Regions from separate parts of the Triticum aestivum genome. Here region 1 is linked to region 2. Evidence: chromatin contacts called from public Hi-C data. All regions are on one chromosome and are shown on one strand. The core of a region is the stretch at or near the end of the contact, and the rest is flanking DNA. Distances in the headings are between cores, read along the strand shown.

The links. A called contact is a pair of places that touch in the nucleus more often than the background predicts.
Region 1: a Hi-C map of leaf shows a contact between it and region 2, with 8 times the contacts expected there. The contact joins the promoter of LOC123079706 here to the enhancer-like site in region 2. A contact is called at or near these places in 3 of 5 Hi-C or Micro-C datasets (leaf and root).

The regions. Positions count from the first base shown.
Region 1 is chr3D:464,593,498-464,596,240 of IWGSC CS RefSeq v2.1, forward strand. It overlaps LOC123079706 (epsin-3), which reads left to right and starts at 1,271. Exons shown (of 4, transcript XM_044502504.1): 1 at 1,271-1,771; 2 at 1,887-2,009; 3 at 2,115-2,276; 4 at 2,375-2,743. The coding sequence starts at 1,665.
Region 2 is chr3D:464,478,146-464,480,845 of IWGSC CS RefSeq v2.1, forward strand. No RefSeq gene overlaps it. Among protein-coding and RNA genes, the nearest start is that of LOC123074969, 7.9 kb to the left of the region's middle. Within about 2 kb of position 1,431, at least 7 of the 8 cell types and tissues checked have an H3K27ac peak or open chromatin away from gene starts, as enhancers often do. A contact at or near this core is called in leaf and root, where this site is marked.

The DNA of each region.
Region 1 (2,743 bases), core at 21-2,520, 120 kb after region 2:
TAGGTTAGTACCAAAAAATGATATAAAATAACTATAAAATGATAATGAAACATCCAAGATTGATAATATAACAACATGGAACAAAAAAATATAGATACGTTGGAGACGTATCACTCGTCGTCCATGTCGACAGCGGTGTCCATCGTTTCGTCTTGTGCGTGGAACTCGGGGCAGGAAGCGGCGGCGACCGAGCCGCTCGTGATGATCTCGCCCATGTCGGCGTCGGTGGCGTCGGTGTTGCTGAACTGTGGCACGGAGCCGTGTGCGAAGGTGATGTTGGGGACCGCCATGCGCGTCGCCGTCGGAGTAGCCAGGCGAGGGGGCGTCCCCCCATTGCGGCGGGGGCGGCGAGAAGTTGGCTGGCGACGCGACGCTCGGCTGGCTCCCCCAAGCGGCTTGTGGGTAGTGGCCGGGCGGAAGGTTCATCATCCCCCCGCGCGAGTCCCTGGCCCTCTTGGTGATGAGTCTGTTCCGCCGGTCGGTAGTGACCGCCTCCCGGCGCTAAACATTGGCCCTCCACTCGGCGTTCGACAAGCCCGGTGGCCTTGCCATCGGCGCCCTCGCCTTCCTCTGCTTCGGCTGGGTGAAATCGACGACGCGAGGGGCCACATATTTCTTCGGCGGCATGGCGCTCAGGTTTGATGAGTAGAATGGCGGGAACGGCAGGGAAGAAGGGGGGCAATGGGGGAATGGAGGGAAAAGGCGGGTAAAAACGGCAGGAATATGCCCGTTGTCGCCGATAGCGCGACCCCACGCGTCTTTTCGCTTCAGCCGGCGCCCCAGGCGTTTCCCGAGGGGCTGGGTTTGGCTCGGGTTCGCCAGTTGTTACGTGTTGCTATGAGAATAGAAAAACGTGGTGACGCGTTTGTTCTCATCTGTTCTAGACGCCTCCGTGCGTCCCTGCTGGCTGCCGCCCTACCACGCGAGTGCTACACCACGTCACAGTGCCACGCACAATCTAGGCACCACCTGCCCCACCGGGGCCGCCGGCGCACGGGCCACGCGCCACGAGTAAACGGGCGACACCACGTGACCTCGTATACGACCCACCACGTACGCCATCCCGCCCGCCTGCCGTCGCCGCACCACGTAATTCAAAATTCAAACTTGCTGCCGTCCCGTCCAACCGGTTGACGTTTCGTTTCGCCACCCCACTCGCTCGCTGCCCCCCGAACGGTCCGAAGCCACTAGAAACAAGAAGCCGCAGTGGATCCACGTCCACGTCCACCAGCGGATGGCATGGAGCGCAGCGCTCTCCCTCCCCCTCCAAATAAGCTCGTCCCGTCCAACCTCCAACGCTCCCGCCGGCTACTACCGATCCATTTTTGCCTCCTCCCAGTCTCCGTCTCCGCGTCACTAGCGCGCTCGGGAGAGAGAGGAGTGGTTGCGCTTCCGTCGGCCCCGTACCGCTTGTTGGCTTGCGCCCTTGTGCGGAGTGGAGTGGTTGCTGCTTTTGCCTATCGCCACTGCCATTGCCGGCATTGGGGGGCGGGCGGACGCACCCACGCGCGGTTGACGGGAGTGACGTGACGGCACTCTGCGCGTCGCCTTGTTATATCCACCCCGCACCGGTCCGATCCTCCTCGGCGACAACGAGCGCGGTCGGGAGGTTCGAGGGTAAGGGGAAGTTCTTGCGTGCGTGCGTGCGTGCGTGAAAGCCGGCCATGGACGCGCCCTTCTTCCACGAGCTCCGGCGGCAGGCCTCCTCCTACCTCACCGGCAAGATCCGCTCCGCGCGGCTCGTGCTCACCGACGTCACCCCGACGCAGCTGTACGTGACCCCTCCGGCCCTCCCCGATCGACAATCCATTCCTGTCCTCCGTTTCATTTTCATGGTGTACCGTTGCTCTGCCAAGGTCTGACAGAGAGAGTGGCTGCCCATGCAGGATGACGGAGGAGGCGACGAACGGGGACGCATCGCTGCCGAACGCCAAGACGATGAGCCTCATCGCGCGGGAGGCGTTCGAGATCGACGAGTACCTCAGGATCTCCGACATCCTCCACACCAGGTGACCTTCTCCCTCTCCCTCTCCTTCGCCGCACCGGATCGACGCTCTTCCCTTCTTCTCCGCCCGCCGTCTAACTCGGGGCAGCATCGATGGGTCGATCCTCAGGCTGGCGACGTTCGACCGGAGGCAGTGGCGGGAGCCGTACAAGGCGCTGCTGCTCCTGGAGCACCTCCTGACGCACGGCCCCCGCAGCGTGGCCCTGGAGTTCCAGAAGGACCGGGAGGTCATCCGGCAGATGGCCACCTTCCAACACATCGACGAGAGAGGGTTCGATCTCGATCTTTGCCTCTTCCTACACGTTATTCATTCTTGTTCTGTCCTTGGGTTGAAAATTTTCTGATGTTCTTGTGGAATTTGCGGTGCAGTTTCAACTGGGGTCTGACGGTGAAGGGCAAGTCGGAGCGGGTGCTGAAGCTGCTGGAGCGGGGGCCGTTCCTGGAGGAGGAGCGCGAGCGGGCGCGCAAGGTGGCGCGCGAGATCAAGGGCTTCGGCAGCTTCAACCTCAGCAGCAGCGGCGGCGGCTCGCGCGCGGCGCCGCATGTGTACGGGCGGAGCCACTCGCGGTACGAGGACCGGCCGTGGAAGGAGGAGGACGGCGAGGGCGAGGACAAGGAGAACCTGGTGTCCCGGCCCGACCCGAGGAGCGTCTGCGAGGAGGCGGCGGAGGAGCGGCACCACCGCCACCCGTTCCACGGCTTCGGGCAGCAGCGGCAGCCGGAGGCGATGCTGCTGCT
Region 2 (2,700 bases), core at 181-2,680:
TCGCGAACGAGTAGCCCTATGTGAACGCCCAGCAATTTGACGCAAAATGCGGCGCATGGGACCTCTCGGCGCGCGCCGCACAGGGACAGCCTCCCGGCGGGCCGGCCCGTTATCACGCTGGAAATTGTCCAAAAATCAAAAAATCGAGCGAGAGATCGAACCTGCACCTCACGCTGGTAAGCGCTTGTCCCTAGCCAAACGACCTGATGACTTATAATGGCCAGTTACGAAACGCGAGTTATAAGAACGATCAAAGGCGACTAGTTTACAGTGAATTTGCCCAAACTTTTTTTATTTTGTGAACAATTTTTTTTGAGAACGGGAACATTTAAAAAAAAAATTGAAAGTGCGAACATTATTAAAAACTCTCTGAAACTTTTTTGAATTTCTGTCCAAATTTTAAAAGAAACAGAACGTTTTTTTGAGATCGTGAACAAATTTCGTAAATGGAAATTGAATTTGTGAACAAAATTTTGGACAACGAATATTTTTTGAAATTTCTGAACTGTTTTTAATTTTGAAATAAATTTTGTAGATAGGAAAAAAAATTAAATTATGAAAAAATTGAAACCGCGAACAATTTGTGAAATTCACAAACATTTTTTGAATTTTGCGAACAAATTTTGAAAGTGAGAACATATTTTGAAATTCCGAACAAAAGTTGAAATTCTTGTTCAAGTTTGAAAACAAATGGACTTGAAAAAGAAAAATAAAAAAAATAAAAAGGGAAACAAGAATTTTAAAAATAGACAAAATGAAAAAAATAAAGAAAAAGTGTGTTCGGATTCATAGGATCATAATAGTATTCTCATAACAGTTCGCCCTATTTAGGCGCGACGCAATGTTCCCAAACTCAAGAAAACAAAAAAAGAGCACGACCGGGCCTAGTTTGTCCCTAACCTGTATCCATGTTCCACAACCCACCACCAGCCGCCCCACGTCCTTCGGCGATGTGCAGCCCCTCCTCGTCCTGAACCCCGCCTCCTACCGCCGCGCACCGCCCCTCCTCGTCCCAAGCCCCACCTCCTCAGCTGCGCCGCCACGCAACCCCGCCTCCTACGCCGCGTCGCCATGCATCCTCACCCCCGCAACCCCACTCCTCAGTTTTCCGCCTGCCCAAATGTGCGACGGAACGGGGTGTTCCATTGCCCATCTTGGGATGCCGCGGACACCAGGAGCGTCGGGTCCGCGTAGATAGCGAACAGACTAGGGAAGCTCGCCCTAAATGGCTCGCCACCCATCCAAGGGTCCAGCCAAAATTGGGTTCCTTCCCCATTTTCAATAGTGAAAGAGACCCTAGACGAATATCCTCCTTAATCCGTTGGATGGATCTTCAAAACTGAAAACCCCCGAGCGGAATGCCAGGTGGGGCTCACCCCTAAGGTATTTCGCTCAAAGAAGCTGCAGCCACAGACCGCCCTCGCCTCGCAAGATCCATCACACCCATCACATCATTAGGGCGGTGTTCATGCGCCCGGAGGCCATAATAACCTCGATGGAGATAGCCAACAGGAACCGGAAGTCAAAGGAGCGTAGCTGGCCCTCCGCCACAGCTCGTCCTCCTAGTTGTCGTCACACGGTTCAAAGAGCCAAGGGCATGGGTCACTGGAGGGAGCAACGCCTTACAGAGCAGCGCCTTACATACATGGGTACAGAATTTGTTTAGAGGAGCAGGTAGCACGGTGGCGATTTGGTTGGCTTTCTCCTCCATGGCAGCCTCTCGGCGAGCAACTCCCTCTCACACGTCTTTCCTCCTCCACGGCATGCTGCCGCCACGGATCTCGCACGTCTACCCATGTCTGGTGGCGCTGAGCTGGAGTTGGGCCGCCGCATATCCCCATCGAGTTGAAAGAATAAAACACATTAGATTACAACATTGTTTGCAGATAGCTTCGAGAATGATACATTGTGAGACGACACCACATAATATTTCATTCCTGACAGAAAAAAGAGAGAAAGGGAAACAATAACGGAAAACTCAATTCGGTGCCCGGGCTTAGATGCTCTCGAAATCTGAACCACACAGCTGCATGGAGATGCACAACAGAGCATGTATTTCTGCACGTATTTGTCCAGTTCAGAAACACTGGCCCACGCATGTCTCGTTCGAATTTATTGCTCCCATATGCTAACTCACCATCGGCACAGACGGAACTTGACGTTCTAGACCAGCAACTGGAACGTACTGGACCTCTCCCACAGATGGCCACATGCAGAACGCACTATTCCAAGCGACATCGCGTAATATTGATGAATTTTCTTGCCCAAGCCTCTGATTGTTTGGATACCACGGGCCCAATTGCTTGTGGAATATTTATTGAACTTGCAATTTCATACAAAACTTGTGAAACTTCCAAATCAGACAAACAATAACAGCCCTGAGAAGATAATACAGAAACTGAATCAAATTGATTTCTGCACACAGCCGAGGCTGGGGACTTTTTCTCAAACAGCTACTAAGCTGCAAATGGTTCGATCCGCCGATAATGAACTCAACATCCAATTTTTCCTAGCTAACGAATGCAGCATAGGTGAGACAAACCATAACAATCTTCAAAAGAAACACAGGAATTGCATCAACTTATTTCTTCAACCCCAATCTGCTCGAAGCACACAACTGCGCACACCTACAAGCTCTACCAGAGATATCTGTAGCTGAGATGCACACAGGTAAGGATGCCTCACCTCTTGGTCCACCTT